Regions from separate parts of the Mus musculus genome. Here regions 2, 3, 4 and 5 are each linked to region 1. A link is a contact called in public HiChIP or PLAC-seq and promoter capture Hi-C data. All regions are on one chromosome and are shown on one strand. The core of a region is the stretch at or near the end of the contact, and the rest is flanking DNA. Distances in the headings are between cores, read along the strand shown. Region 1 holds the start of Atrip-trex1 (Atrip-Trex1 readthrough). Region 2 holds the start of Nbeal2 (neurobeachin-like 2). Region 3 holds the start of Tusc2 (tumor suppressor 2, mitochondrial calcium regulator). Region 4 holds the start of Rbm6 (RNA binding motif protein 6). Region 5 holds the start of Mst1r (macrophage stimulating 1 receptor (c-met-related tyrosine kinase)).

The links. Promoter capture Hi-C pulls out the DNA fragments that hold promoters and counts their contacts. HiChIP or PLAC-seq counts read pairs in DNA pulled down with a chosen protein or histone mark. Capture Hi-C pulls out chosen DNA fragments and counts their contacts.
Region 2: a contact with region 1 is called in a promoter capture Hi-C map of erythroid cells, with 9 times the contacts expected there. The contact joins the promoter of Nbeal2 here to the promoter of Atrip-trex1 in region 1. A contact is called at or near these places in 3 of 39 promoter capture datasets (cranial neural crest, erythroid cells and pre-B cells), 2 of 484 Hi-C or Micro-C datasets (B cells and CD4 T cells) and 1 of 115 datasets of contacts at active chromatin or transcription factors (pancreatic cancer cells).
Region 3: a promoter capture Hi-C map of liver shows a contact between it and region 1. The contact joins the promoter of Tusc2 here to the promoter of Atrip-trex1 in region 1. A contact is called at or near these places in 1 of 39 promoter capture datasets (liver), 3 of 115 datasets of contacts at active chromatin or transcription factors (double positive thymocytes, pancreatic cancer cells and thymic regulatory T cells) and 1 of 9 other capture datasets (liver).
Region 4: a contact with region 1 is called in a promoter capture Hi-C map of liver, with 2.9 times the contacts expected there. The contact joins the promoter of Rbm6 here to the promoter of Atrip-trex1 in region 1. A contact is called at or near these places in 4 of 39 promoter capture datasets (erythroid cells, liver and pre-B cells).
Region 5: a contact with region 1 is called in an HNF4G HiChIP or PLAC-seq map of pancreatic cancer cells. The contact joins the promoter of Mst1r here to the promoter of Atrip-trex1 in region 1. A contact is called at or near these places in 1 of 39 promoter capture datasets (liver) and 1 of 115 datasets of contacts at active chromatin or transcription factors (pancreatic cancer cells).

Annotation. Positions count from the first base shown.
Region 1 is chr9:109,071,330-109,077,508 of GRCm38.p6, forward strand. It overlaps Atrip-trex1 (Atrip-Trex1 readthrough), which reads right to left and starts at 2,768. Exons shown (of 14, transcript NR_153412.1): 1 at 2,330-2,768; 2 at 1,278-1,408; 3 at 389-559. Atrip (ATR interacting protein) reads right to left here and starts at 2,795. Exons shown (of 13, transcript NM_172774.3): 1 at 2,426-2,795; 2 at 1,278-1,408; 3 at 389-559. The coding sequence starts at 2,675.
Region 2 is chr9:110,651,952-110,658,130 of GRCm38.p6, forward strand. It overlaps Nbeal2 (neurobeachin-like 2), which reads right to left and starts at 2,210. Exons shown (of 54, transcript NM_183276.2): 1 at 1,946-2,210. The coding sequence starts at 1,996. Ccdc12 (coiled-coil domain containing 12) reads left to right here and starts at 4,552. Exons shown (of 7, transcript NM_028312.3): 1 at 4,552-4,707. The coding sequence starts at 4,612.
Region 3 is chr9:107,559,973-107,566,151 of GRCm38.p6, forward strand. Tusc2 (tumor suppressor 2, mitochondrial calcium regulator) reads left to right here and starts at 3,283. Exons shown (of 3, transcript NM_019742.4): 1 at 3,283-3,560; 2 at 4,604-4,724; 3 at 4,875-6,136. The coding sequence starts at 3,415. The coding sequence ends at 4,940. Rassf1 (Ras association (RalGDS/AF-6) domain family member 1) reads left to right here. Exons shown (of 6, transcript NM_001243748.1): 6 at 1,427-2,295. The coding sequence ends at 1,573. It overlaps Gm9917 (predicted gene 9917), which reads right to left. Exons shown (of 2, transcript NR_166687.1): 2 at 1-3,941.
Region 4 is chr9:107,869,712-107,875,890 of GRCm38.p6, forward strand. It overlaps Rbm6 (RNA binding motif protein 6), which reads right to left and starts at 3,108. Exons shown (of 21, transcript NM_011251.3): 1 at 2,938-3,108.
Region 5 is chr9:107,904,633-107,910,811 of GRCm38.p6, forward strand. It overlaps Mst1r (macrophage stimulating 1 receptor (c-met-related tyrosine kinase)), which reads left to right and starts at 2,257. Exons shown (of 19, transcript NM_009074.2): 1 at 2,257-3,748. The coding sequence starts at 2,513. It also overlaps the pseudogene Gm23856.

The sequences.
Region 1 (6,179 bases), core at 1,518-4,017:
GTGATTTGTTCCTGCCAAGAATCAGGACCACAGCAAAGCAGAGTTTCATCTCAGTCTTTTTCCAAAACAAATGCAGACCCTGGAAGAAAGATACATGCTATTCACTAAGGGCAGCGAGTACTTAAACAATGGGTGAATGTTTCCAGGCAACATTGTTTATTGTTTCTATTTTGTTTATTTTTTAGAGAAAGTTTCTCACTTGACTGGCCTGGAATTCACTGTGTAGTCTACGCTGGCCTAGAGCTCACAGAGATCCACCTGCCTCTGCCTCTTGAGGTTAAAGGCATATGTCAGCATGCCTGGCCTTGGCTGCTCCTTCTAATGTCAGTCAGTGGATGGACAGGTGACACTACTGTCCCCAGCGCGTGACACAAATGCTCTGGCTCACCTTTCTGGAGAATTCCTTTTCCTTTTCACTGAGTGCTTGAGTCTTTTCTTGCTCAAGAAGGAAATGTGATCTTTTCTGTTCTTCTAGAACGGATTCTGTCTGACGCAGAGAGTCACGCAAAATTTTAATTTCTCCATTCTTAATTAGGATTTCTTCTTCCATTGCTTTCAGCTGTAAATTACGCCCAGTCAACAGATATTCAGCAAGAACAGTTTCAGAATCCATTCACCACTTACACACAGATTCTTTCAGCTTTAACATTACGGCTCATACCCTCCACAGACTAAAACCCCATGTTGGATTTCTGGCTTTCTTAGGCACCTACAGATGGCCAGGTGAAAGATGTATGAGAGCCTGCAAAACTAACAAATATCAACCGCTAAGATGACATGTTCCTCAGATAAAGACCTAAGCTGTAGAGGCTAGAGAGATGGCTTAGCAGCTAAGGGCACTCACTGCTCTTACAGAGGACCCAGGTTCCGTTCCCATTACCCATATGAGGTGGCTCACACCAGTTGTGTTGATTCCAGAGGACCCAGCACCCCTGACCTCATGGGCACCTGTATGCATGCAGTGCATATAAACTTATATAGGCTCAGGGATATACACAGGGTAAATAAAATTTCAGGCATTCTTTCCCCAACCTTCTTTCATTTCAGAGGAATAAATCTAGATGTTTGTTTTATAGTTTTTATATATTTTACACATGCTTTTTAATACCAAAATGAATGAATTAGCTGCAAATACAATAAGTTAGGGCTGGAAGGATAGCCTAACAGTAGAGTGTCTGTGTATAGCATGTGTGAAGGTAAAGTCCTGAGTTCAATTCTCAGCATTACAACCAAACAGGCAAAACAAAACACAAACAAACAACCCAAAAGTCACATACCTTTTCTTTAAGTTCTTTGTATTGTATCTGAAGTACTTCTAATTCAAAATTATCTTTAACTGGAATATCTTCTCTGCTTTTCCTTATAGGACTATTTGGTAACCCATCTAATCGGCGGACCTTATGAGCACCTGTATAAAAAGTAGTTGCCCTTAGGTTGAGCATGGTGGCACAGAACTGCAATCCCAACACTTGTGAAGTAGAGCTATGGGGATCTCAAATTCAAGGCTAGCCTTGCTAGAGATCGAGAACCTGTCTGGAAAAAATAATCCCATGTATACTGCGGGGCTCAGTATGTATCCACCTTTGTCATAAAATGCAGAAGGAGTCACTCTTGAAAGCCAAGTTGAGAAAGACCCAGGTAACAGCTCCGAGCATGGTATAAACACATAAAGAATCCTTATGGCATAGCATATCTGAATTCTCTCGCTTTATACCTCACCCACTTTCTAGACTCTCAGCTCATAGCTGAACAGAGATTGCACTGGCTGTGACTCTACCATAACTACTATTTACTACAACATGTTAGGCATAGGATCTGCTGGTTTTAAAGACTGATGGTGAACCAAATGGATACATTCCAGGGGGAGGTGGGGCTCCAGGGATGGAGTAAGGTAGAGTACCGGGTGATGTAGGGCCAAGGAAGGGGGAGGCAGCATTGCTTTGTGCCATTTCGTGGAAAGTTGCGTCTAACCACTGCCGCATATGACAGCTGGTCAGCAATGAGTGTTTTCCAATGCCTGGTTTTCCATGCAATATTGCTGGAGAGATGGAGGGCCAGCCACATTTCCAGGGATAATCCTATTTTTCAGATGCTGTAAGTGCTAAGTACATTCGCAAGGTGCCCATCAAACCCTCCTGACACTTAACTTATTCCCCAAGAGTGTAAGCTCTAAGAAGAAAAGCAGCTTTGGCATTTCTTGCCCATTGCCTGTTTGCCATGCCTAACCTTTGGGCAACTGGCATTTTTGTGTAAGACTCTCTTTCATCTCTTGCCTCTGTCAGACGCCTTCTAATGCTCTTCTGCCCAAGGGTTACAATGGGGTGCATACCATCTAAATGGGAGGCCATTTAACATTCTGGATGTCTCACCGCCAAATCAGAGGTCTGCACCACCCGCCGGGGGAAAAGGCCCCTCAGGCACTCACTGGACAGGTTCCGAGGCGCGACGGGACACTGGCTCAGGGCCTGTGACGCGAGGATGTCGAGTTCCTCTAGGTCGTCCGCAGTAAATTCCGCGTGCTCACCGAATGGGTCTTCGGGGTCCGGGACTGTGGTCTCAGAGAAGCTCCGGGCCCGCTTGCTCGGAGGGTTCTCAATGGATCGAGACAGACCGGGGAAAGGCTCCAGGCCGCCACTCTGTTTCCTGTGGCTGTTCGGTGCGGGGGTCCCGGCCATGACTACCTTCAACCCGCAGCATCCGAAGACGCCAAGCACAGCCTTGTCCACAGAAAGCCTGAGCTGGCCCAACCGCCCGCGCGCCGCCGTTCCCCTCGCCTTCCAGCGTCTCCCCAGCCTGCGGGCCAATCAGCTGCCAGCTACCGGGCACAGATGGGTGACGTGTACAGAGCGCGCCGTTACCCGGGACAGGCTCCTGCGTGTCTGGGCTCAGTACGAAGGGGTCCCCGGTGATGCCAGGGTACTACAGTGCTGTCAGGATTATCCCGGTTGCGAGATCGAGGAGCGTCTGCCCGACCACACCTGAGGCGGTTCCCCGTGGCACTGTGTAGAATACAGAGCCCTAGAGAAGCAGGCAGCGTTCAGGGGTCAGCTCTCCCTGACCTCACTCCTCGCGGCTGACCCACCTCTCTCATGTCCAGAGACTCTTTTAGGGAGGAGGCTGGGAAGAGCAGACTTGGGGAGGAGAAGGAATGCTTTTCTTCCTGGAAGCAGAGATCTTCCAGGATAACAAATGTTTCAAGTATGTATATTTGAGAAAAAAAAAAAAAAAAAAAGGCTGGGAAGGATGGTCTCGAGAACGGCGTGCCTATTCGGAACTGCTCCAACTGTTAACTTCCATTTATTTCTTGGAGAGTCTTTATGTCCTGAGCGCTGGTTGCGTAGAGACAATGAAGCTCAAGAGGTCAAGGAAGGCTCGCTGGGAGTGGTCCTTGAATTACCCAACAGATTGAGGGGGAAATAGCAAGAAAAATGGGTTAGGAGGCAGACGCATGATGTTTCTGAGAAAAATTCATCTTCGACAAGGATGCCAGGTGGATGCCTCCTCTTTGCGACAGACTTCATGGAGGAGCAATGATTTGAGTTGGGCTTGGGTGTATGACTGGCTTTTATGAGCTGAAGTGGTGGGCAGAACAGATACCAGAAATGGCGGATTAGCATTGGAAGGCAACAAGATCAAGACTTTTCTACTCCGTTTGCTCAATGCCAGACTTAGTTTGTGAACCTACCAATGTTTGCTGAGGCGTTGGGCGGAAAGGAGAGCGCTCAGGCTTAGAATGCCTTAGGCCTGCCAACCCACCCCCACCCCACCCCTGCCTCATTATTTTTTATGTGTGTTTTACCTTCATGTATGTATGTGCATCACATGCATGTATGCCTGGTGCCTACAGTGGTCAGAAGGCATTGCATCACTTAGAACTGCCTTAGTTTCTTGATTCAGCTGCTGGTAGTTTTCCCATAGCTGCCCAACATAATGTTGAATGTTCAAGTCTCCCAGCAGCCCCCCACCCCCTTTGGTTATATGTCAAGACATATAACCAAAGCTGGCCCAGAACTCCAGAATGTCCTTCCTCCCGCTGAGTGCTGGGATTATAGACATGAGTTTTTGTTTGTTTGTTTTGTTTTTGTTTTTTGTTTTTGAGATGGCCTCAAACTTCTAATCCTGTCTCAGTCTCTAAAGTGCTAGAATTGTGAGTGTGGGCTACCAGGCGTGGCTGATTGCCCAGGTTGTAATAGCTACGATCTTTGGTTCTGGAAACAGGACATTGTCAGGAGGGATTACGTTCTACCAAATAAACGAGAAGTTTTGGGGGCAGGAGGCTATGACTGCTGATAAGTATTTTCAGCAGCACCGGGCTAGGTGCCAGCTGACAAGGCCCTATGGGCTTTAAGCCCAAAGAAGATGCTTTTTGGAGATGACCAAAGCAAGCTGATTTGTTTGTTTTATATTTGGGTGTTTTGCTTCCATGTAGATCTGAGGCCAGAAGAGGGCATCAGCTCCTTTGGAACTGGAATTACAGTGAGCCATCATATGGGTGTTGGGAATTGAACCCAGAACCCCTAGAAGAGCAGTGAGTGCTATTAACTACTGAACCATTTCTCTAGTCCCCAACCCAGTGTTTTAAAATTTCAATTCTCCTGCATCAGCTGCCTGAGTGCTGAGTTTACAGGTATGCTAGCTGGTCTTCATGGTGCAGGCCTGTAACTCCAGCTACTCAGGAACTTTAGGCAGGGACATCACAAATTCAAGGCCTGGCTGGCCCTAAACTAAATCAATGTCACCATGAGCAATTTAGTGAGAGCCTGTCTCATGAAAGAAGATAATATTCTTAGGGAAAGCATACTATTGTTCCCAGTTGTATGGATAGCCTAGAAGGCAAGTCAGAAGTCCCGTGCCTCTCAACTAGGTGTCTCAGTAAATACAGACAGGGGTTGGACAGTGTTAAAGTATTTGCTTAGAATATTCAAGGCTCTGGATTTGATTTCCAGCATCCTGTTTCTCCTGAATTAGGGTTACATTGCTAGGCATGGTGGCACAAACCTGAAATCACAGCACTGGGGAAGCTGAGGCAAGAAGATTCTTTTTTTTGTTTGTTTGTTTGTTTTTGGTTTTTCAACACAAGGTTTCTCTGTGTAGCTCTGGCTGTCCTGAAACTCACTTTGTAGACCAGGCTGGCCCCGAACTCAGAAATCCGCCTGCCTCTGCCTCCTGAGTGCTGGGATTAAAGGTGTGCGCCACCACGCCCAGCTCTGGCAAGAAGATTCTAATCAAGGCCTGTCCATCAGTCTGTGCTACAGAACCTGTCTCAACCCCTTCTTCCCAAACAAGACTGTTTTCTGTTGTGGAGTTTCTTTACTTGGTGGTTGGTGGCAGGTAACGTCTGGCAAGAACATGATCAGGGAAGAGTAACTATCAGTTTTTCTTCAGAACTGGGGTCTGAAACAGAAGGCTCTCACTGAGCTACAGCCCCAGCCCTCGCCCTCTTTTTACTGTTCTGTCACCCAGTCATGCTTTCAAGTTATGATCCTCGTGCCTCAGCTTCCCAAGGAGTTAGGATTTTCTAAAGGAAGAGTTGGTGAGAGCACAGCAAAGGCTTGGGTGTCCTCACCACGTTTTAAGTCTTCCTCTGTGCATGCTTGCTGTGTGTGTGCCTGTTTCCTCACCACTAATGTCTAGTAAAAACAAAGACGCCAGAAAACAGAGGTGGGCATAGTGGTGCATGCCTTTAATCCCAGCATTCAGAGGCAGGCCTGGTCTACATAGAGTCCCAGGATAGCCAGGGCTGCATTGAGAGACACTGTCTCAAAACAAACAAACAAAACCCAAAACTGAGGCTTGCCTTTACCTCAGATCTCGGTGGCTGCAAATGGACTAAAGGGTAAATGGCAGAAATCAGAAGAAATGGTGCCCTATAGAGCTGCAGCCCTATGGATCAAAACCCCTTTGGGGGTTGCACATCAGATATTTATGATTCACAACAGTAGCAAAATTAGCTATTAAGTAGCAATGAAAATAATTTTATAGTTGGGGGTCACCATAGCATGAAGAACCATATCAGAGTCAAGCATCAGGAAGGGTGAGAGCCTCAAAGCCTAACTGTTAAGAACTTTGGCTTTTTTTTTCTTTTAAGATTTATTTAATGTATAAGAGTACACTGTAACTGTCTTCAGACACACTAGAAGAGGGCCTCAGATTCCATTACACTTAGTTGTGAGCCACCC
Region 2 (6,179 bases), core at 960-3,459, 1.6 Mb after region 1:
CACTCCTCTCAGAGCCCACCAAGAGGGCAGGACTCATGTGAGGAGGGAAGGCAGATCTAAATCTAGGGTCTTTTGGGGGAAAGAAGGGCAGGAACTAGGGTGCTTCCCCCTCTGTCCTCACCCAGACCCACAACTGGGGAAACAGGTTTGCCAGCAGATGGTAGCTTCTGCCGCTGAAGGGAGGGGCCACCTGCGCTGCTGGCTGGTTGGCTGTGGACTGACAAAAAAGGGTCTCTTTTTTCTTTTTGAGACAAGTCTCAAAAGACTGTTGCCCAGATTGGCCTCAGACATTTGGCAATCCTCCTGCCTCAACCTCTCTCATGCTGGCATTACAGGCATGTGCCATCATGCTGGGGCGAAGGGTCTCGCAACACCTGTCAGATCCGCCCTTGCCTTACACACCCCGTGACACACACGGCGGGTCCCTAGCAGCACTATCTTTCCTTGGGAACCCAGCACCGAGAAGTGGGACGGTGTTTTTGGAGCAGGCAGGAAGGCTGCACTGGGTGGCTGCCTGGCTTCCTCTCCCCAGGCAGCCCGGCCCCACCCGACTCCTGAGTTTGCTCTCACATCCTGGATTTATTTGTTGGCTTGGTCCCAGGCTGCCCCCTGCCTGTCTAGGCTTCCACTTCTACAACCAGCCAGCTTGAGCTCCATACCTAAGCCTTCTGGGAGGCGGTGGGAGCACAGCAGACAGAAGTGGCCAACAGCTCAAAACCAAACAGCCCAGCCACTATGAAAGGGTACAGTCCCAGGAAGCTGGACCAGAACATCTCCAGCAGCCTACCACCCAGCCTGAAAACCCAGCGGTGACATCTCTGCAGATTCATCACCTGGTTTAAGTTCTCTTCACATGGTGATCTCCCTTGAAGATGGAGATACAGGGGCTGAATGGAGGAGAGGCAGGCTTTTCTGACCTACACCAGCCATAGTGGCTCCCTCTCTACAAAGTCCAGGTGGCCTGAGGGTAAAACTGCGTTGATTCTACAGCCGGGAAGTAAAGGCTTAAAGGTGCAATGAGCTCGGACTTGGTTACCCTAAGTGGGACTCTACTACATGCCACCGGCCCAAGAAGACCAAAGAAGCTGTGGCCCTTCAGACTTAGACAAACCATCAGGCAGCCTCTTCAGAGGGCCAGGGTAGAGCATGAACTCTCCCCATATCCCTGCTCTCCCAGTGACAAGCTGTTCATGGACACACAATGGACCATTGTGTCCAGGGCACACCTGAGCTAGGCACCTAGTGCCAAGCAGGTGCAAGGAGGGAGGCATAACCCCGGGATCACTCCCTGCTTCCAGTGCAAAAGGGAAAGTGAGGCTTCTAGAGTTTGAGTCAGAGGCATCACAGCCCCTTCGCTCCCCTTCTGATACCAGCGGAGTCAGCCTGAAACGAGGGTCCCTTTCAGCCATCCCTCCTGACCTCACCATCCTCCCTGGCCCATTGCAGAATGGAGGTAGGCTAAAGTTGCTTCAAGTACAGTAAGAGCTCATCACTAAGAACTCTGAAGGAGTCTGAAGTGACGAACGTCTGATGTACTTGTCAGAAGCGGCACCTGCCGGATCCCCCAGCCTACATGACATTCTAGCCACCATGACCACCTATCGCGAATGCGCCTCTCAGGCGAAGCAACCAACCAGCAAACTGAGTCCCTCTCTTTCCAGGTCTCAGTTTACCCAGTTGTGAAAAGGGTGAGAACTGACTGGCCAGGGCAACTGAGGCTGCGCGGTCTCGCTGAGGACTTGCAATACAGCGCTCACCGGCGAACACTGTCCCCTGGCACAAATGCCCGAGGTAGCCCGGCAGCCAGGGGCACGCACGTGTGCGCGGAGCTGAAGTCCCGCGTGCGCGCGCCGATCTGCGGCCCCGGGGGAGCCGGACGCAGGTGCAGCAGACACTGCGTGCGCGGATCTGGGGACCCCGCGGACCAGGGGCGAGACGGGCTCACCTGCGCGTAGTAGAGCAGCCACAACTCGTAGAGCCGCTCCGAGGCGGCCATGGCCTGACCGGGCTCTGGCCCTGCTGCGCGCCACCTGTCGCCGCCTCCTCCGCGCCGCCCGCCGGTTGCCCCGGGCCAGGCCCATGGGCGGGAGGGCGTCACTCCGGGGCGGAGCGGCGCTACACTGCTGGGGGAAGTCCGCGGCTCCTGACCCTGTCGCACTTAGCCACCAAAGTCTACACGCCCCTCCTCCTCCTCCCGGCCGGCCACCGCCTGGCTTCCTACACTTGGTTGTCTGTGGCAGCGGCCACCGCCCCGCCTCTCCTAGGACTGTCCAAAGGGCGGGGAAGTCAGGCTGGAGGAGGAGCCTGGGGTCAGGGCGGCCCGGGAGGTCGCATGGAGCTCCGCCTCTCGCAGGCGGAGTCCATTCAGAGCCACTGGCAGGATTATTTCCATCCTCCCCAGTGAGGGGCCCGTAAAGGCTTTAACCCGAGTACAGAACCTATCGGGCTTGGAATTATCGCTGTTCAATGAAAGGACTGTGGTTCGCGTGGAGATGACTAGGGTCCTTCAACAATACTAATAATAACCTCGCCCATGACGAACACTTGTGGCACTAACTACGTGCAAGGTTCTGTTTTAAGAGCTTTATGGAAGACAAGTGCTACCTTTTAGTTTCGCCTAGTGTTGAGCTGGATGGAAGGAATCATCAGTCGACTGCAGGACAAACCTACCTGCAGAGGAGCGGCGTCCTTACCAAGTTTAGGATACATACAGTAGCCCACTCCCTCTAGGAATCCTGCCCAGGTGCTCCATTGCTGGGAGCCCCTCCTCCCAGGGCCCGGCACTTGTCAGTCATTTTTTGTTCCTTTGGCCTGAAGGAGGTGGGTGCCTCATGCCGGCTTTAATGAATGAAGAAACTGAGGCTCAGACAAGCCAAATGAGAATTGCAGGGACAGCAGGAACAAGGGATCTAGGCCTGGCTGAGTCATTTCTGGGCCACTGTCACCAACACCCTGTCTGTCCTTTCCTTGTGACTGGACTGTGAAGTGAGGGAGCCCCTGGTGTTGGGTGGGAACCAGCTTCTTTGTTAGGGGTAGGGGAAAGTTTGCTAGGTCCAGATGGCTCCTATTGGTCCTAGGGATCGATCAGTATGAAGCGCCCTATGCATCTTAGTATGAGCTTACCTTTCCTGAGCACAGATACCCTCTATGCCAGGGGCTGGCAGCCACCCCGTCTCCTACTGTAAGGGAAGGTCCCAGACAGAACCAGGTTAACCCAGGATAACACCGAGCTTAGGAAACGGTGACATTTGAAGGGAGCTGTTAGGGAAGATCATTCTCCTTTGGGCCAGCTTTATAACAGAAGCCCCAGACAGGGAGCCACGTTGCTCATGGGCTTGCCATCTCCTGGAAGAGGAGGAGGAGAAGAAAAGAAGCAAACGCATCTGTGACCATCTGCCGCAGTCAAACTCCTTCTTCTCCTTTTGTTTTGTGAGACAAGATTTCTCCATGTAGTCCTGACTATCCTGGAATTCGCTTTGGAAACCAGGCTGGACTCCAACTCAGAAATCCATCCACCTGCCTCTGCCTCTCAAGTGCCGGGATTAAAGTCGTGCGCCACCACGCCCGGCTCCGTCAACCTCTTTTTATACTGGGAGGAGAGAGTAATTCAGTGGCACTTATTCGGCCCTGGTTGCTGTTTGCTCTTTTTTTTGTTGTTGTTTGTTTGTTTTTCGAGACAGGGTTTCCCTGTATAGCCCTGGCTATCCTGGAACTCACTTTGTAGACCAGGCTGGCCTCGAACTCAGAAATCTGCCTGCCTCTGCCTCCCAAGTGCCAGGATTAAAGGCGTGCGCCACCACGCCCGGCTGCTATTTGCTTTTAAGCAGGTAAGGTAGCCTGACTCTGATTATGCTGCAGCTCCCGAAAGAGATGCGAGATCATTCTTGAGTTCAAAGGAAAAGGCCATGTAGCCAGGCCTCGAACTCAGCAGTTCTGGAGCCAGAGAGTGGATAGCAAGGCTTATGCGCAACAACTCATCAGGCGAGTGAGTGCAAGCTGCCACTGGCACTCTGTAGAGAAGGGAGAGGCTGACCTCAGAGTGAGTTGGGAATGAGAGTGGCCAAGGAAGGTTTCTGGGTGTTTGTCTGGTAGTGGTGCGTTAAGACAAGGTTATCTTACGTAGCCCAGACTGAACCCGACCCCATAATTTTGATGCCTCAGCCTCTGAAGTGCTGGAATTACAAACGTGCACCACCTCACCCGGCTCAGGGAATGTTTCTCAAGGCATTCGCTCTTGAAGAATTGGCACAAGTGGATAAGGATGGCTAAATATTCCAAGAGGGCAGTTAGGAGAGGTGGGTGGTGGTTAGGCAAAACCAGAGCAATCGACTCTCTCTATTCTCTTCCTCTCAGGTCTGATTCTATTTGCTTTCTCACAAATTAAGTGTCGGACAAATCGAATCTTAACGCCTTTGCCCACAACCCAGCCGGCTCACTCGCTGTACAGGTGCTCCAGATCAAGGGGCGTGGACTTTTGTATCAACTCAGCATTGATTGGTTCTCAGGGCTTCCGGCTCTCCATTGTCTCCCTTGGATTGGCCGTAAGACATTCTCCTGCTCACTGAGCCTGCGCGAGGCAGAAGTGAAAAGGAGGTGGGGGCCTCCGAAAAGATGGCGGCTGCTCCTGCCGGTGTGGGCCGCCTAGAGGAAGAGGCGCTGCGGCGGAAAGAACGGCTGAAGGCCCTCCGGGAGAAAACCGGGCGCAAGGTGAGGCACGGTGGAGTGAGAGCTGCGGGTATGGCGGCCAGTGCTCTGGGCCAGTGGGAAGGCGGAGGATTACCAGGGAACCACTGAAGCCAAAGTGCGCGTGCGCGTAGCGCATGCGCAGTGGGACGGCGCTGACCTCTGAGATAGGCTCGTTTCTTGAGTGCAGGGGCGGAGCTCGCGCGTGCGCCTTAGGAAGTCGTTTTCGGGCGACAACCCAGATATTTTATCCATCATGGTAGTTGTTGCAAGGCCGGCTTTTAACTACATGTTTGTTGGGCTCGGCGGTTTTTTTGTTTATTTGTTTGTTTAAGTTTTTGATTGGCCCCATTGGCCGTGCCTTCCAACACCTACCACCAGGGCTCCCTTGGGTAGGACAGCTAGTGACCTTTCTGGGTGGACTGCAGGGAAAGAAGGCTGCCGTTTCTTTCCCGTCTTGGCTTACTAGTCCTATTAGTTGCCAGATTCGAAAAACACTTTTCCTTCCTTTCGGTAGCCACCGAAATATGGTCTGGATTCATCCTTACTTGCTGGTCTTTCCAAAGAAATGAAATTCACTACTTGTGTGCAGATTTTGGCTGTGTCTTTCGACACGGTGAGACTTAGGACAAATTGTTTCATGTTCCTAAGCCTGTTTGTTTGTTTTTGTGTTTGTGTTTTCACTTCTCCAGTAGAGGAATAAATAACACAGTCACTTTTGTGGGTTATTTTGCCATATAATAGGGAAAATCAGTGATTGAGGCTTGTTTCACCACACCTGACCTGCAGTAAGTTTTGAAATTAGTCTTAAGTCGTGTACCTAGTTCCTTCTCAAGACCATTTTTTTTTGGCTATTGAAGTTCTTTTGAGAACATCAGCATGGGAAGCTGGAAGATGTTGGCTCTTTGTTACATAGGCAAAAAAACAAAACAAAACCAACCAACCAAACAAACAAACAAAAAACGGTGTCCCTCATTCAACAACAACAAAAAACATTTGGCAGAGGTGGAGGAAATCAGAGACTCCACTTCCGACTTACTAAACAAAAAAAAAAAAAAAAAAAAAAAAAACCGAGATTGGTCAGTCTCGGTTGGCTTTGTTTTCCTTTCGGAATAGCTGCCTACCTTGTAGCATACTATGAGAAAGCGAAAGGGAAGTAGTGAGAGCGACCGACCGCTGGCCCAGCAGGCTTCTGCTTTCCTTGGCAGCCTAGAGACCCATCAGATGACTACCCTCCTGCCCTTCAGACCCAGGGAGGCGCAGGCTTGGCTCTCATCCTCATCTGTCACTCTCTCTGATACTCTTGAGGCAGGTTCTCTCCAGGAGCCGGAAGCTTGTGGTTGGTTGGTCGGTTGGTTGTTTAGGCTACGCTGGCAGCCAACAAGCCCTGTAGATCCTCCTGCCTCTGCCTACCAAGTGTTGGGATTGAGGCTTGTTCCACCACACCCAGCCTGCAGTAAGTTCTGAAATTAGTCTAAATGGTGTACCTTAGCTCC
Region 3 (6,179 bases), core at 2,033-4,532, 1.5 Mb before region 1:
AAGGTTTATTTATTTGGATTACAGTTCCATATGATAATCCATCATTGAAGGAAGTCAGGGCAGGAACTCAAACAGGACAGGAACCTGAAGGCAGGAGCTGAAGTGGAAGCCATGGTGGGCGCTGCTTACTGGCTTGCTCAGCCTGCTTTCTTATAGAACCCATGACCACCAGCCCAGGGGTGGCACCATACACAATGGGCTAGGCCCTCCCCTATCAGTCACTCATTAAGAAAATGCCTTAAAGCTATAGCTTGTGGGGGCATTGTTTTCAATTAATAGAGAATTAATATTCCCTATTTTCAGATAACTTTAACTTGTGTCAAGTTAGCCGAAAACTAGATAGCACAGTGCAATTTCCAGTAATGTAAAAAGAAAGAAAAAAAAGGACAATGACTTTTTACATCGGGGTTAGTTGTGGCTTAGTGGTAAGAATAGACGCTCAGCATGCACAGAGCTCGGCAGCAAAAAAAAGAAAAGAAAAAGAATAGGGTGGGTACAAGGGCTGTATGGGAATGTAGCTTGGTAAAAGGTAATTTGCTAACATTTATGAGACCCTAGGTTTGAATCAGAGCCCATTATATTGAGGGAGAGAATATGAGACTATGCAGGAGAATACACCTAACAACAGATAGAGATATTTCACTACAAGGAGACTGTTTTGTAGGATCTGTTTTCTATACAGACTGCTCATGAGGATCCTAGCACAGACCATTTAGTGAAAAGCCTAACACCAAGGCTAGCATTGTGATAAATACTTGTAATCTCAGCGTTCCGGAAGCAGAAGCAGGAGAATCACAAGTTTGAGACTAGCCTGGACTACATAGCATGTTAAAGGCCAACCTTTGATATGTAGAAAGACTATGACTCAAAAAAACAACAAAAAAAATAGGGGACTTAAAGAGTTGGCTTAGCAGGGCTGGAGAGATGGGTCAACAATTAAAAGTACCGGCTGCTCTTCTGAAGGACCCGGGTTCAATACCTGGGGTTCAGTTCCCAATACCCACATGGCAGCTCACAACTGTCTGTAATTCCAGTTCCAGGGGATCTGATGCCCTCACAGTCTTACATGCAGGCAGAATACCAATGCACATAAATAAATTATAAAACCATTAAACAACAACAAAAGGAGTTGGCTTAGTGGTTAAGAGTACATGTTGTTCTTACAGAGGACATGGGTTTGATGCCTAGCACCCAGATGGCAGCTCACAACCATCTGTAACTCTTAATTCTGGGGGGTCTGATACCTTCTTCTGACCTCTATGTGGAAACATGCATACACATAAGATAATAATAAAATGAAAAGGAGGTAATGTCAGGAGCGCAGACCTGCTCATGGGAGAACCATCATGGACCAGTCTTGGAGGAGGGTCTGCCAACTTAGCTATTCATTGCTGCAGCCCGTGTATCTCTCCTCTGCCCTTTCCAGTGGGATGCCTTCAGCATGCCTGAACTGCACAATTTCCTACGAATCCTGCAGCGGGAAGAAGAGGAACACCTTCGCCAGATCCTGCAGAAGTATTCTCGTTGTCGCCAGAAGATCCAGGAGGCTCTGCACGCCTGTCCTTTGGGGTGACCTTGGGTCTCCATGGATGACAGGAGGAGAACAGGCAGTGCAAAGAGCGTGCCGTGTGAGTGTGACAGGGCCTGTGGGGCCTGAGGAGTGCGTGTGCATGGAGGTCCTCCTCTGCTGACCGGGATGAGCCCAGAGAACAGGGAAAGAGCCAGCCGTCTACCTGTGGATATAGTGGGGCGGGGCTTTGCATCCCTCTGCCCGTATGTACTGGGTCATACTCTGCGTAGCTGCTCAAGTCACAGGGTCGCAGCTGTGAGAATCTTAGAGACTCTACAGACAAAACAAGGTTATATTTTCACGGGTAAGAGACCTTACCTATGGAGAAAGATTGTTTTGAGTCATGAATGGGTCTCAGGATAGCCCTATCAGAGCCAAGGGTAGCTGCTCAGAATAATACAAGCAATTAAGGTAGAGTCTGGGGTTCCCTCTTACCGTGCCTTCTGACTTCCAAACAAACACCCTGGGGTCAGAGAGGGCTGGCCAGTACAACAACTACAGTGGCTCAGTCAGTGCCTCCTCTAAGGGAAAGGTTGCTGGACCAGACCCTCTTCTTGTTTGCCAAAGCCAGAGTCTCCCTCAGATATTTTTGATGGAAGTGTATGAATGTATGTAATGTTTTGTGGCCTCAACTGAATGTGGGGAAGGGATGGGGGTGTGACAGTCATCATCAGGGCCTGATGCCTGAGAGAATTGGCTGAATAAAGATGTAAGAATTTTTCTGGTTTTGGACTCTATAGATGTGGGCCCCCAGTCGGGGTAACACCTAATGAAAGACTGCCAACAAAGATTGACACATCCAGAGTGCACCCTCTCCAAGGTCGCAGTGGGACCAATATGTTCAGGAAATGTATGCCTGTGGATTCAGGTGTCTTTCAACCCTCCAGGGCTCAGGTCATGAAGAGACAAGAATAAGCTACAGTTACTACACAGGAAACTTTTTTCTCCAGGCCAACTCAGAGAAACCATAGCAGTAACCCCTTCTCCAAAAAACTACTCGTGGGTCCCACACTTCACATGCTACCAGGGGAAAGCTGGTAATAATTATTTTCCTGAAGAATGTTCTCTGGTGAACTTACAACACTTAGTTTAGGTTCCTTCAGACCTCAAATATACTCTTAAGAAATTGATCAAAAAAGTTTTAAAAAGAAGTTTGGCTCCCTGTGCGGTTGGTCACTCCTTTAATCCCAGTATTCGGGAGACAGGCATTTGAGCGTCAGCCATTTATACATGGCAAGTGCCAGGCCAGCTAAGGCTACATAGTGAGACCCTGTCTCCAAAAGAAAAAAGAAAACAAAAACATTAAGCAAGATCCGTAGTTTCTTTACAGGCAAATGTGACAACTGCAAAGACACAGTTGTGAAAACAGCCAACCTTAGCCTCAGACAGGCCTAAGGTCCCTTAGGGGTGGAGGGGTGACCTAATTGACTATTGCTACTGGGCCGGAGTTTTGGGCGTGTCAGGGACGTAGAGACAACTATACCGGGTCCGACCTTAAAGTCAACAACAACACATTACCTCCGCCTTTCTGGAAGGGAGCTGTCCCAGCTGACCCTTGGGACCCATAGGCTTCTGGGACCTGGAGGCAGCGCATCCTGTGGTGGTCAGCCTCTGAGAGTGGCCATTGGTTCTACACCACAGACTGACGAGACCTTTAGCCACTCAGAGGAGGCACCGTGCAGGACGCGCGGAAGCGGAAGTGAGGTTTCCGTGGAGACAGCAGAGCCTGCGGAAGGCGGCGGCGGCGGCACCTGCGAGTGGAAGCTGGGGCAGGGCATGGTCGCGCCCGCCGCGCTGTGAGAGCGGAGCGGCCGCTGGGTCCGCCATGCGCCCGCGGCGCTGACATGGGCGCCAGCGGCTCCAAAGCTCGGGGCCTCTGGCCCTTTGCCTCCACTCCGGGGGGCGGCGGCCCAGAGGCGGCAGGCTCCGAGCAGTCTCTGGTGCGGTCTCGAGCCCGAGCAGTGCCTCCCTTCGTATTCACGCGCCGCGGGTAAGGGCATGGGTATCTGCCTTTGGGAGGACATCCGGGAATGAGAAACGCCCCCCTACATTTGAATCAGACGACTGTCATATTTTGGGTCCCAGTCAAAGCAAGGAGAAGGGAAAACCAAGCGGCGTTCAGCTCTTGACCGCCCAGATGGTCTTTTTAGAGAATTGCCTGAGGTTCGTCTCTTAGGGAGCAGCTCCATAATTCAGCTAAGACGGCCTCTAAGAGTCTTAAAACCTCCCTTTCATCCAACTCAGCCTGCAAATTAAAGGCATTTATGTCCCTTCTGTTCTTCTAAGCCTTAGAAGAAATCTAAGGGAAGATGACCTTCTGTTTAGGTGTCTTGCCTTCCTCACTGTGAAGTTGGACCTCCGAGAATAGTGTCTGGAAAAGCAGAGAAAGGCGTCAGTGTTGAAGGTGGGGCCACAACAAAAAAAGTGCCCTCAGCCAGTTGGGTTCTCTAGATCTGGAACACTAACCTAACCTTCTTTTTTCCCAGGTGCTCACACAAAATGGCCTGGACCTAGTGAGCTCCTAGGGACTGGCATTCCCTGTGATGGAAATTTGACCGTAAATACCAGAAAGACCCAACAGTGTCGATTAGACAGTGCCAGCCACTGGGGAATGACTTGGAGTGCAGCCTTCTGGGCTCAGACATCCACCATCTTGGTCTTTGGCCCTGGACCAGCAGTGTCTTTAGAAGTGAGACCAGTATGCCCAGGCCACTACCCCACCCACTCCATAAATAAGCCCTAGGTGAAGGGCCTGCTACTAGAATCATGACCTTTGTGAAACAGACCAGTGGTGAGGACTAACTTTAGTTGCCTAGAGAGGGTGCTCTGATGTGACATCCTGTTGGTATGACAGGGCAACAGTGGCCTTGTCACACTGCCTGCTTCCCTCCGGGCACCAAGCAAAGAGTTCTTCCACGGAGAACGCACGTTGTGCGTCTTCTCTTGGGGTTCAGCGTACTTCCCTGTGGTCTGTGGCCCTTGCCAAGGCCAGGGATGAGGCTCCAATCCAGCCTGTTCCCCTTCTCTCCACAGCTCCATGTTCTACGATGAAGATGGAGATCTGGCTCACGAATTCTATGAGGAGACAATCGTCACCAAGAATGGGCAGAAGCGAGCCAAGCTGAGGCGGGTACATAAGAATCTGATTCCTCAGGTGAGGGTCCGAGCAGTGATCATAAAGCCTACATCAGTATGTCAACGGAGATACAGATGGGGCTTTCTGGGGGAAGAGCTGGGAAGAACAGAGAGGCTCTTAGCATAGAGGCCCAGAGCTGATCTTCACTAGCCTCTGTTTCCATGGCAGGGCATCGTGAAGCTGGATCCTCCCCGAATCCACGTGGATTTCCCCGTGATCCTCTATGAAGTATGAACCTGTGTGTGGCATGGCAGACACGAGCACCCACTGCCCCAGCAAGAAACTCCCAGGATCAAGGTGTAGCTTCCATTCAGGAGTCCAGGCTGGTGCCACAACCTTGAATAAACTAAACTCCGTTGGCCCAGAACCTTCAGTTGTAAGAGGGGTTGTCCCTCAGTGTTAACTGGTATTGGCGGATGTCTGAACAATAAGAGGTTGGTGGCTGGTGAGGGCTAAGGACAGAATTACCAGCCCGTCTCCCCCAGCCGCTTGTGGGAGAAGCATGACAGGAGACACGTGCCGGTCAGGAATGCCTGGTTCCTGGTTACCTGCCTGACCTGCTTTCTTCCAAGCTTGCCTAGGGCCCAGCCCTCCTAGAAGCTACAGCACTTTACAAGCAGAGTCTGCCTTCTTCCAGCCCCTGGGCTGTAGGGGCTCTACCCAAGTGGGAACTTCCTTTTCCTCACTCCCCTTCCCCCCTAGTCAGAGCATTTCAGCCGTTTGCTACCTCGATTCCTCCTGTATCGGACAGACTGGAGATACATACCAGCCTCACCCTTCCTGCCTACCTACCACATGCTCCCGCTCTTAAGCTGGACACTTTGCTGGCTGTTCAATAAGAATGAGGACCAGTGTGGGAGGCTTCTCCTTTCACCCAGGGCTGGACTGATCTCTCTTGATTTCAACCAGTTGCCCTCAAGTTGAGAGGGTACAGGCCGGGGTCAGGACAGGCTACTGACGCCTGTACCTGTGGGGACTTGCCCCAAACCACATATTCGTCGTCTCCCTTGTCTTTGCACCAGTCCCACAAATCCCCAGTTGTAGGGGAGAGGCAGTCCACCACCTAGTGGTAAGAAACGACTGGGGCTGGTGCCAGTAGCTATGAGGAGCCCATCCCCCCCCTTCTCCTTACAGTATCTTTACCCCTTCAGGGTCTGTTAAGAGAAAGTACTGGAGCTCCTTGGTAAGGATAGAAAGGAGGGGAAAATACTTAAGAGGCATAATTAAAATGTGAAGGTTTGTAAATAGTCTAGACTATGATAATGTTGGGGCAGAGTCTGATTTCTATACAGAGATGGCTTTAAAAAAATACTTCCTTGTGGAAGCTCTGTGCTTCTAGAGTGTGGGAAATGGCTTGGGACGAGTGATCCCCAGCACAGGAAGGCTGTTGTGTTATTTGTTCAATTTCAATAAAAGTTATTTGTAGACCCTGCACACGAGAGTGGCGTCCAGTGAGACTTTAACATCCAGTTT
Region 4 (6,179 bases), core at 1,858-4,357, 1.2 Mb before region 1:
GGAGATAAGACAGCTGCAACATAGCCCAACTAGCAGGTCATAGGTCCCAGGGAGAGACTCTGTCTCAAAAAAGGTGGGAGCAGGTGAAATGGCTCAGTAGGTACCTACTGCCAGGCTTGACAACCTGAATGAATTTGATTCTCACAACCCCCATGGTAGGATAAGAGAACCAACATCCACAACTTGTCCTGACCTCAGAGACTGAGACAGAACTATAAGTTTACATTAGCTTGCGCTACATATACAAAATTATGATTTCAAAGGAAAATGAAAAAGCAACAGTGATGGCTATTATTTAGTGAACACTTTCTGTATACCAGACCCTGTCCTAAGAGCATTACATCTATTACATAATAAATCTAAGCTGGCCGGGCAGTGGTGGCGCACGCCTTTAATCCCAGCACTCGGGAGGCAGAGGCAGGAGGATTTCTGAGTTCGAGGCCAGCCTGGTCTACAGAGTGAGTTCCAGGACAGCCAGGGCTACACAGAGAAATCCTGTCTCGGTGGGAAAAAAAAATCTAAGCTGGGAACATAGCTCAGTGGGAGATCGATTATCAAAAATTCGCAAAGCTATGGGTTCTTTTTTTAATCCCACAAGCTTGGAATGGTGACCCATGGAGGAAAAAGTCCAGTACCACAATAAATAAATAAATCTAACTCACCAAAACAACAATCCTACATGAGATGGCTGTATTCATTAACCTTATTTCTGATGAATAACTGAAGCTTGAATAAGTTAATTTGTCCATTGTCTGTGTTAGTGAAGAGTACATGGATTCAACATCTGATTTCTGAAACTCTACAGTTATCAACTCTACTATACCGAGTTGCACACCATGATGAATTGTTATAAAACAGACTCACACCAGGCTTGTAGGCATGTGCTTTTAATGTCAATACTCTAGAGGCATAGGCAGACAGATCTCTCTAAGTTGTGACCAGCCCAGTCCTCATAGCCAGTTCCAGGCCAGCCAGGGATGAATAGTAAAACCCTATCTCAAATAAATAAATTAAAACTTTTCAAGCCGGGTGTGGTGACGCACACCTTTAATCCCAGCACTTGAGAGGCAGAGGCAAGTGGATCTCTGAGTTCGAGGCCAGCCTACAGAGTGACTTCCAGGACAGCCAGGGCTGCACAAAGAAACCCTGTCTCGAAAAAAACAAACAAACAAACAAAAACAAAAAACAACAACAAAAAAACCCTTTTCAATAGTTTTATTATCTACTTAACTCTGATTCTGAACCAAGTCATTAACATCATTTTATACATCTATGCATGGTGGCAAATTTCTGTTTCAAGAGTACATTTTGAGCGGAGTATATAGTATAGTAGCAAAGGATTTTAGCCTAGAGTATATATATTTAATAACCTTCCCCTAGCTAGGAATAACAGCTGCCAATTGTAGTGCCTAGAAAGTTCAAGTGGAAAGATTAGGAGTTTTTTTTAAGGCAAGTTTAATTCAAATCCAGCCTGGCTATGAAAGACCCTATGTTGTGGGGGGTGAGGGGGGTGGAAGGTGGAGACGACAATAATAATTCTCACACCAGAAATTCTTGTGAAGAGCCACAAAAACCTGCAGGTAAGAATAAACTCAAGCCTGATAAGAAAATTCTGTAAAGAAGGCTGGTCCTAGTGGTAGATAACTTGCGCCCTGGATTCAATGAGCAGCAAGGGTGTTCTGCTGGTTGAGAACTGAGTCCTACCTAACCTGCCTTATAGACCACATACACTATAGATAATCCTATAGATTTTATAAGCAGATAAGCATTTATATAAGTGTACTACTAGTTAAGGAGCTAAATAAAATTCAGACTCAAAGTTTTTAGGGTCTCAATGCAGCTTAGGGCGCTTCAAACCTGACATCCTCCTGCCTCATCCTCCTAAACTTCAGGATTAAACTCCACTAAGCCTGGCAGTAGATTCAACCACTATGTTTCCTCAAGTTAGTATTTTAGTGCTAAGTTACTTTCCACATTGTCATTAGCTGTTGACACTTTCCCCTTTGATTCTCACAAGCTTAGTAATGTTAACTGTGACATATTTAGTCAACAGGAAGTTGAAAACTAACAATCCTAAGGCACAATCCAGAGTTCAGAAAATGACCTGGGTGATCAAGCGGATAAAAAAGAAAAAAAAAAAAACCTACTCCTTAACTTATATCCAATTAGTCTGAAATTAATAAGAATGCCTAGGGTGGGGGTGAGGGGGAGGAGAAAATATACAAACTACCTCAAGTATATGTGCTCTACAAATAAGGCCTTTTGTTTTTAATTAAGAAACGCAACCCCACACTTGAATTCATTAGCTCAACGTCAATTATAAAGTTAAAAGAAAAGCACATTATTAACAACGCCAAAAGGAATCTAAAGCACGAATATGTGGGAACATCACTCTCCTCCTACATTCGCCCAACCGGTACAGAACCCACCAGTCACCCTCGCCCACCTCCCGGTTCTACGGGCCCGTGGGCCAGGTTCTGAACTCTCGCACCTTCCTGGTTGGGTGTCTGGGTGGGCGGCCAAGGTTACTTGCAGGGCACAAGAGTTCCGTATCTAGTGATGTCTCTCAGGACAAGATCACAAACACAAGGGGAAAGAGAAAGAAATCTCTCCTGCAGCACCACAGAGCTGAGCGCCAGAACCGCTGCCACGCGCGGGTCCCTCGCCCCACAGCTGGCCGCTCCGCGCTGGGACCGGTAATTCTACAGCCGCCTCGGGCCCCGCCCCGGGCCCGCGACCGTTCCGGGGCGTTCCTGCCGCGAGCGGCGCCTCCCGCGACACACGACTGTTTTCGCAAGCGAGCGAGGCCGCGGCCGCCCCGTGTCTTCGAAGCCACGGCTGCTAGGCCGCGCGGGCCCGCGATTTCCAGAGCCGCCAGGCCCGCTGACCCCGTCCCAGAAGCTCGGGCACGCCCTCTCTCCTAGCCTGGGCCCTTACCAAAGCAGCGTAGCCGCCGCGGCCCGCTTCTCCTCCTCCTCAGAGGCCGCCACGGACCCAGCGTCCCGGAGACCGGAACTTCCTCCCGGTGGGCTCCGGCTTCCACAAAGGCGTCGCGCCACCGCCTTCAGCGCTGGGCCCGCCGGGAGATGAAGTACGGCCGCAAATCCCGCGGCCTCCTCTCCCGCCGTGCCCTGCGCGCAGCGGCTTTGACGGCTGGTGGAGCTGCTGCCCAATGGAAAGGCACGCTGTTAGCCACTGCCCAATTAGAAGGCACGCTTCTCCGCAGGGCCTGCCGGGAGTTATGGTTTGGCTTCAGTGCTGTCACTGCTTCTCTGGTGTTTTCCTCGCAAGTGTGCAAGGGGTCCGGGTGGCTTAGACAGCCTAGTGACACACCCTGCCAGGTGCTGGGGGACGGTCCTGCCTTGCCCCTTGGGAAAGAGAGAGATTGTCAGTTCGGGTGCAGAAAATGGGAGGAGATCTTTCCGGTCTTATTCCGTTACGGCAAAGGGCTGCTGGCTTTTCGGCTACATAAATAAGACCCCTTCTACCTAAGTCCAGAGAATAAATGCAAAAGTACTGCTTGAGTTGAAGTATTAGGACCCAAAGACTCGTCCTTTTTTACCTTCCGACAGACTTCTGGTCAAACACTCCAGGCGGAAATCATCCGTGTAAAAAGGTTCAGTAGCTCAACCCATTAAAAAAAAATAATAAAACTTGTTTCTACAGGTCCCGCTAGCTCTAGGCAATAAATGTAGACACGCGTGACTCGCCACAAAAACTGCACATCGTAATTCTAACGGAAAGAAAGCAAAGTAACTGTTGATACGCAACCTCTTCCAGAATCTTCCAGCTAATGATCTACCTGACTCCCAAGTTCTCAGGTAGATTGTCTATATTGTGAGGGGTTTGCTTATCCCAGCCACCTGGTGCCTTGTGTGTATGCCCTGGCGATATATGATATTGTAGCCTAATTCGATTCTTCAAGGTCAAAGAAAGACACTTGGAGAAACAGTTCATCAGTTAAAAACACTGGTTGCTCTCCAGAGGTTCAATTCCCAAAAACTACGTGGCGGTTCACAATCCTCTGTTCCTTCAGTTCAAAGAGATCCAATGCTCTTTTCTAGCCTCTGAGGGGACTGTACATATGTGACAAATAAAATATCAATAAATGCTGCTGCCATAAATGCCCACTGGAAAAAGCTGGGCATGGAGACAGGAAGTGATGGTGCAATACTTTAATCCCTCCACTCCAGAGGCAGAAACAGATGTACCTTTGAGTTCAAGGCAAGCCTGTTCTACAGAGTGAGTTCTAGTACAGTCTGGGCTACAAAAAGGAACCCCTGTGTGATGGTTTGCATATGCTCAGCTCAGGGAGTGGCACTATTAGAAGTTGTGACCCTGTTGGAGTAGGTGTGTCACTGTGGGTGTAGGCAATAAGATTCTTATCCTAGCTGCCTGGAAGTCAGTATTCTGCTAGCAGCTTTCAGGTAAAGATGTAGAACTCTCAGCTCCTCCTAAGTCATGTCTTCCTGGATGCCATGTTCCTGCCTTGAGGATAATGAACTGAACCTCTAAACCTGTAAACCAGCCCCAATTAAATGTTGTAATTTCTAAGACTTGCTTTGGTCATGGTGTCTGTTCACAACAGTAAAAACCTAAGACAGAAGTTGGTACCAGAGACTGGGGTATTGCAGTGACAGACCTGACCATGATTTTGTTTGGAAGAATGTGGGTTTGGGGACTTTAGATTTGGAAAGCAGTGGAATGCTTTAAATGGGGCTTAATGGGCTATCCAGTAGGAATATGGAAGACTTTGTTACTGAGAGTGATTTGAATGATGCAGACCTGGCCCAAGAAGTTTCAGTGGAGAATTTCAGTATGTGGCCTAGAGACTGTTTTTGTGGTATCTTTGTGAAGAATGTGACTACATCTTGCCCTTGTCTGAAGAGTCTGTCTGAGGCTAAGGTGAAGAGACTCAACTTAATTACATTGACAAAGGAAGTCTCAGAATTGCCCATCATGGACTTTATTGTTCTCTGGTTAAGTCTCATGAAGAGCATTTTAAACAAACATAGCATGCTGAGAAAGGAAAAATAAAAAAATAAAAATATATGATATATTAAAATATGTGGTATATCAAATTATTAAAGGGGCACCTGGAAGTAGAATGGAGCTGAATCCTGTGTTCAAGGATATTAAATTGAATTTAGGGAGTAGTGACCTTGGGGCAATATCCCACCCAGCTAAATTTAGGTCCAAGCGTGGTAGTACAAGCCTTTAATCCCAGGAGGCAATGACCAGCAGATCTCTTGAGTTCAAGGCCAGCCTAGAACAAAGCAAGTTCTAGGTAAAGAAAAATTTAAACCCAGGTTTGGTGGGCCAAACCTTTAATCCCAGTGTTTAGGAGACAGGCATGCAGATCTCTGACTTCAAAGTCAGTCGACAGAGCAAGTTCCAGGACAGCCAAGCTTAGACAATGAAGGAATTGGAAAACAGAAAGCTGGTGATAATGTAATAGAACGAGAGGCCATTTTCCGGCCCAGCAAGCAGAGAAAATGGCAGCCTTGGCCAGGTGGCTCTGGTTTTAGAGTCCAGAATAAAAGAGACTACTGGGAAATTTGATGCTGGTTAGTTGAAGCTAAGAAATTAGTGGAGATTAAGAAGAGACCAGCGCCAGGTGGTGGTGGAGCACACCTTTAATCCCAGCACTTGAGAAGCAGAGGCAGGCAGATTTCTGAGTTTAGAAAAGAAAGAGAGAGAGAAAGAGAGAGAGAGAGAGAGAGAAGAAGAAGAAGAAGAAGAAGAAGAAGAAGAAGAAGAAGAAGAAGAAGAAGAAGAAGAAGAAGAAGAAGAAGAAAAGAAGAGACCAGCATCACTAAAGTGAAATCTTCGGGTAGTGTTTTCTGAGAGCACAAAGAAGCTGTGTTCCGGAGATAGTCAAAGTTGTACCTTGTGCTGCAGCTATACTTCATAATGTGTAAGAGTCAGCCAGGTGGTACTGGTTTTGAAGGCATAAAGGGGTATTGTAGAACAGCTGAGGCTTGGCACTGTGTGAGGCCATGGAAGGCCATTGGTGAAGATGCAGCCCCAGTTGCAGTTGACAGCGTAGGACTGAAGGGGTCATGCAAAGGAGTTGAGGCTTGGCACCATGAAGAGAGCCTATGAGAGGCTATTGGTGAAGCCTAGTTGCAGTGTAAGACCCCAGAATATTGGAGATGCCAGTTTCATGGGATGATCAC
Region 5 (6,179 bases), core at 1,007-3,506, 1.2 Mb before region 1:
AGTGGCTAGCATCCCTTAGTGGTGAGAAGATGCCAGAGTAGTTTAAGCCCTAAGCTAGCAATAGGCCAAACCCATTGAGCTTACCTTATGGTAGTGCAGGGCCTCATGCCTACCTTGAAGGTCCTGCAGAACGCACAGATGAAAAATAACAAAGGGATTCTCCTGTGGGCACCACAGTTGAGAAAACTAACTACCCCCAGTAGAGCTTTGTCCAGGGGGTGCAGTCACCATCATGGCCATATGGTGGCAGCAGAGAACCAACTAATGGCCGATTCCACTCCATTTGGGCAAAGCCATCCAAATGTGTGAAGTCTGCCCCCAGTGTCCAGAAATGTCTCACAATTTCTGGAGGCAAGACAACATTCACAAGAGCCCCTGTCTGGACGCTGTGTGGAGAGTATTTCAGTTTTCTCTGCATGACTATCTTTAGACATGTTGACCGTGGAATACTGGAGGGGTGCCATGTTTTGCTTTGTGTTATTTATTCATTTCTGAGCTGGGGAGTCCTACCCTGGGGATGGAAGAAGAACACAAACTGTGTTGGGAGTGTGTACTAAGCCCAAGCTCTTGGTGGCCCATGAGATACATCTTCCGCAGGCTGGATATAAAAGGCCTTCTTTTTTATACAGTACAGAGATTAGCATGTCCCTTGTGCAAGGGTGACTCGCAGATCTGTGAAGGGTTCCATATTTTTTGATGATTTTAATTAATGCTATTAAAAAAAAAAGCTGGGGCTGGAGAGATGGCTCAGTGGTTAAGAACACTGACTGATCTTCCATAGGTCCTGAGTTCAATTCCCAGCAACCACATGGTGGCTGACAACCCTCTGTAATGGGGATCTGATGCCCTCTTCTGGTGTGTCTGATGACAGCAACAGTGTACTCACATACATGAAATAAATAAATAAATCTGAAGGAGAAAGAGAAGGAGAAGCAGCAGCAACAGCAGCATGGTAGCACACATGCCCAATACTTAGTCCTAGTACTTGGAAGGCTGAAAGGCTGAAGCAGGTGGATCTCTGAGTTTGAGGGCAGTCTGGTCTACAGAGTGAACTCCAAGACAGCCAGGAAAAACCTATTTTGCCCAGAGAAACCCTGTTTCTATGTAACAAAACAAAACAAAACAAAAAAGGCATCCTAGGATAATACCATCTCGACTATGAAAGGATGAAGGGATGGAGCACTAGCTAAGGCCATGTTAGAAAGGAGAAGCAGGCAGTGAAGTTTGTCCTGGGCGTGGAGTAGAAAAGGTAGAATTCCCCAGGGTGGGTTCCTCCCTCCCCAGCTCTCTTATTCTCTGCTGCCTAGGGACTCAAAACTGCCTATGACCACCCTGTGAGGAGCCCTCAAGAGCCCAGGTTCACGGAGCTAAGGCAGCTGCCTGGCTAAGAATACCTCTTCCTGCTCCATTACCCTGAGGTATTGAGAAAGCGTCTTACCAAGAGACAGCGGCTGAGTCCCGGGAAAGAGAGGTGGCAAAGCAGAATGGGCTTCACCCATCCTGGAAAGAGGACTCTGGATTCCAACCAACTACAGCTACATTCGTGTTTCAGAGACACTGGGTCCACAAAGCAAGGAGCGGATCAGAGGTGCCCCGGAATTCAAAGACCACACCTCTCCTGTACCAGGGCACCGGAGGAGAGGCATTTTCTACCGTCACTCTTCCCTTCTGTCCCATATATGCCTTCTCATGCTGAGGCCACAGTGACAGGATCCGAGCCAGAGGGCTAGGTCTTCACAGAAGTTACCTCCTCTAAGTATTACCACCCAGGGCGGGTCAGACTCCATTAATCTTTATGGGTCTTGGCACACAGGACAGGGCACAACATACCTTTCTCTGACACTTCTCTGAATAGGCACATGGAAAGATGATCTCTGACCACACAAGGTCTGTTCCATGTATCCCTTTCTGCAGCGCCCCCACCCCCGCATTACTCTGTCCAGTGCATTCCTGGTCTCCGTCTCCGTTCCCCACATGGTGAACTAGTGCCTGACAGTGTTCCTATGAAAGAGGGCCATGAGGAGAGAGGAGCCAGATTGTCCTGCAGCGTTCTAACCTCAACCAGATGGGTTGTGGGGATATAGGATGGTTCAGGAATACTCCTTCCCAGGTCACAACAACAGCCTTCTCACAGCTGGAAAGAGTCAGACAGAGCTGGAAAGAAAGCAGGGCCTTCGACAGGGCTCCGCCCGTAGCCCCGCCCCCAGCCCTGCCGCACCCACTGGGGCCCACCTCCCTTCGACTTTGATCCAAGTAGCTGTAGCAGCGGCAGCTAGAAGCAGCAGCTGGGGCCCCTGGTGAGGTGATCGTGCCATTGCCGTGTCCGTGGGTCCACAGCCAGGTGCTCAGACCACAAGCCAGAGAGAAAGGTTGGGTTTGCCAGGGACCAGGGCAGGGGGGCAGCTGCCCAGGAGCTTTCAGTACCGCTGCGTAAAGCTGGTCTCAGCTCGGACCCTGAGTCTGGTTCGATCAAGTCCTGGACCTTCTGGGATTCCCAAGGGGCCCCAGCTCAATGGGGCTGCCTCTGCCGCTGCTTCAATCCTCTCTTCTGCTAATGCTTCTTTTGCGGCTGTCGGCGGCGTCCACCAACCTGAACTGGCAGTGCCCACGAATACCCTACGCAGCCTCCCGAGACTTCAGTGTCAAGTACGTGGTCCCCAGCTTCTCCGCGGGGGGCCGGGTACAGGCCACCGCAGCCTACGAGGACAGTACAAATAGTGCGGTGTTTGTGGCCACACGCAATCACCTGCACGTGCTTGGGCCTGACCTGCAGTTCATAGAGAACCTGACCACTGGCCCTATCGGGAACCCTGGCTGCCAGACTTGTGCGAGCTGTGGTCCAGGCCCTCATGGACCACCAAAGGACACAGACACACTGGTGCTAGTGATGGAGCCAGGTTTGCCAGCCCTGGTCAGCTGTGGCTCAACCCTACAGGGCCGCTGCTTCCTGCATGAGCTGGAGCCTCGGGGGAAAGCCCTGCACTTAGCAGCTCCAGCCTGCCTATTCTCAGCAAACAATAACAAGCCTGAGGCCTGCACGGACTGTGTGGCTAGCCCCCTGGGCACTCGTGTGACTGTGGTGGAGCAGGGGCATGCTTCCTACTTCTATGTGGCATCTTCGCTAGACCCAGAGTTGGCCGCTAGCTTTAGCCCCCGCTCGGTGTCCATCCGTCGTCTAAAGTCTGATACTTCTGGATTCCAACCAGGTTTTCCGTCGCTGTCGGTGCTGCCCAAATATTTGGCCTCCTACCTCATCAAATATGTGTACAGCTTCCACTCGGGGGATTTTGTCTACTTTCTGACTGTCCAGCCCATCAGTGTCACAAGCCCTCCCAGTGCCTTGCATACACGTCTGGTCCGGCTCAATGCTGTAGAGCCAGAGATTGGTGACTACCGGGAGCTGGTCTTGGACTGTCATTTTGCACCTAAACGCCGGCGCCGTGGAGCCCCGGAGGGCACACAGCCCTACCCAGTGCTTCAGGCAGCCCACTCTGCTCCAGTGGATGCCAAACTGGCTGTGGAACTGAGCATTTCAGAGGGCCAGGAAGTGCTTTTTGGGGTCTTTGTGACCGTCAAGGATGGTGGCTCTGGCATGGGTCCCAACTCTGTTGTATGTGCCTTCCCCATTTACCACCTGAACATCCTGATTGAAGAGGGTGTCGAATATTGCTGTCACTCTTCAAATTCTTCTTCCCTGTTGTCGAGAGGCCTTGACTTCTTCCAGACGCCCAGTTTTTGTCCTAATCCGGTGAGCAGAAAGAGCGGGCCCCTGACCTGTGAGTACCCTGTGGAGCTGAATACGGGCTATTTCCTTGCTATCTCTGAAAGGGCCTGGGTGGGAAAAGGCAGTGGGCTAAGACACACAAATCATCAGCCATGTCCCGGAAGGTCACCCAGCACGAGGCTGTCATCCTTCCTGCCATCTGATTCTTTAAGATAGCTTCCAGGGTTGTGTGAGGAGGGGCTTACGTCATAGTTAACCCTGCCAGCACAACTTCCAAATTCCCCTCCAACCTGTCCAGTTCCTAGACCCTCAGGGACACCGAGAAAAATACAGACAGAGGCAAACACTCAGAGGGCAGAGCCTCACAACGGTCCGCAGCGGCTTGCCGACCAGTTCTACTTTCCTTTGAAGGCACTGTTTTGCTCTGCTTTTCAAAGAGGGGTGGTTGGCAGGGCTGCCAGAGAACTCCTCCCCGCCCCACCCCCCACTCCGTGAGGTTCCAGGGAACCCTGGAAGTCTGGGAGTTTTTTTGGAGAGCCTGTATGATCTGTGATTTACCAACCCATTCTCCACACTGTCGTTATGGGAAAAATCTGGGACATAGTGGAAAGGCAGTTTTAGCTCCGCTCTAGAAAGTTCTGGGAAGCCTCACCCCAGTCTTGTGCAAGCAACGATAAGCAATTGAGGAAGGATGAATAAAGGCGTGGGAGGGGACGGTTTCGATTGGTCCACCCTGGACGTTTTGTCCCTGTAGCCAAGGCCCTGCCCCAGGTAGGAGGTCTCACAGCTGGTATTATAGCACATCAGGGAAGAAAAGAAGGAACAGGAAAAAGAATGTCTTTAAAACGCTACTGAGGGGCTAGGACTTTTGAGAGGTTAGTGGGAGACATTGAATGGAGCATTGGATGAGCCATCAATCCGGCTCACAGTCACATTCTTGGAGGCTCTGGCCACCCAGTGCCCTTGCTCTGCTATGACAATTTTTTGTTTGCCTCCTACTCCCAACACCCCTATGGCCATACTAGGAACTGGGGGTTGAATCTGGGGCCTCCCACCTGCTAGTCAAATGCTCTACCACCACCGAGGCATATCCCCAGCCCCTCTCCTCTCCCTTGATAATTTTAATTTTGAAACAGTCTCACTAAAGTTGCCCAGTCTGGCCTTGGACTCATTCTCTAAGCCCAATCCATTCTTAAACTTGTAATCGTCGTGCTTCACCCTCAGGGGGTGGGGGGTGTTCTTGGGCCGTGGTCTTGACTCGCTTGTTTCTAGCTTCTGTTAGTGGAGGTGTGAAATTTACAGCCTGTGTTGCAGTCAAAAGTCATTTTTCTTTAGAACCTGATGACCAAACCCAGGAGCTCACACACACTAAGCCTCTACCACAGGTTATATTGTCAGCCTTTTGTTGTTGTTGTTGTTTGTTGGTTTTTGAGACAGGATTTGCTATATAGCCAAAGCTAGCCTTGAGAACATTGTGTAGTTCAGGTTGGCCTTGAATTCAATATTTCCCTGCTTCCATCTCTCAAATGCTGGTATTACAGGCATGCACCACCAGGCCTGGTGCTTATTTTTTTTTTTTTTTTTTGGTTTTCATTTTGAGAGATTAAACTCATGGCCTTGAACATATAAATGTTCTCCTGCTGGGGAACACCCCCAGCCTTGGTGTGTGTGTGTGTGGGGGGGTCATCTTTAGCCTGGGTCCCTCAGCTGAGTATATTGAGTATATTTAGGTTGAGAAGTCCTATGAGCAAGAATGTTTGGTCTGAACCTAGACAGGAAGTCAGAACCTCTCCCGTCTTAACTAGTGCCGAGTAGATCAGGACTGCATCGTGCCAGGCACCGGGAGAACTAATCTTAGGCCCTGCCTATCCGCTCTAGGCATGGGGGTGTGCCAGGTCTCCGAAGATATGTAAATCAGTGTTTATCCAATGAGTTCAAGTATGACACCGTGTTAGTACCAGCCTCTGTGTGTACTCAATGGTTGATCCTAAAGACTAGTGCCTGGATACGTGGATTCAGATTGCGTGTGGAGCATGTATTAGGAAGGGGACACTGAAGGCGAGTGTTTTCAGGGATAGGCACCTTTGTCAATCCTAGGACCCAGATTGAAGACTCCAGGGTGTCGGGGCAAGCAAGCAGCAGCGTGTGCTTACCTGAGCCACTACCTCCTTAACGACACAGCCCCACCTGTGCCTGAGTCACGGAGAAAACAGTTGGCAAGCTTCCGGCTAGGGCCAGGCTCCTTTCCTTCTCAAGTTAGGACAAGGTTCCAGTCCACACCCAAGCAGGATATAGACCCAGATTGGGTGGGGTGTCTAGACCCAACACTGCTTCCTCTTGACCCTCCCCATCCCAGCTTCTGCTTATCACTGAGGCCCAGGAATGGGTTAAATCTGTGCAACCTGAAGGAGGTTCTGAAAACCTAGGCCTCTCCTGACCCTTCTTGCTCCTCTAA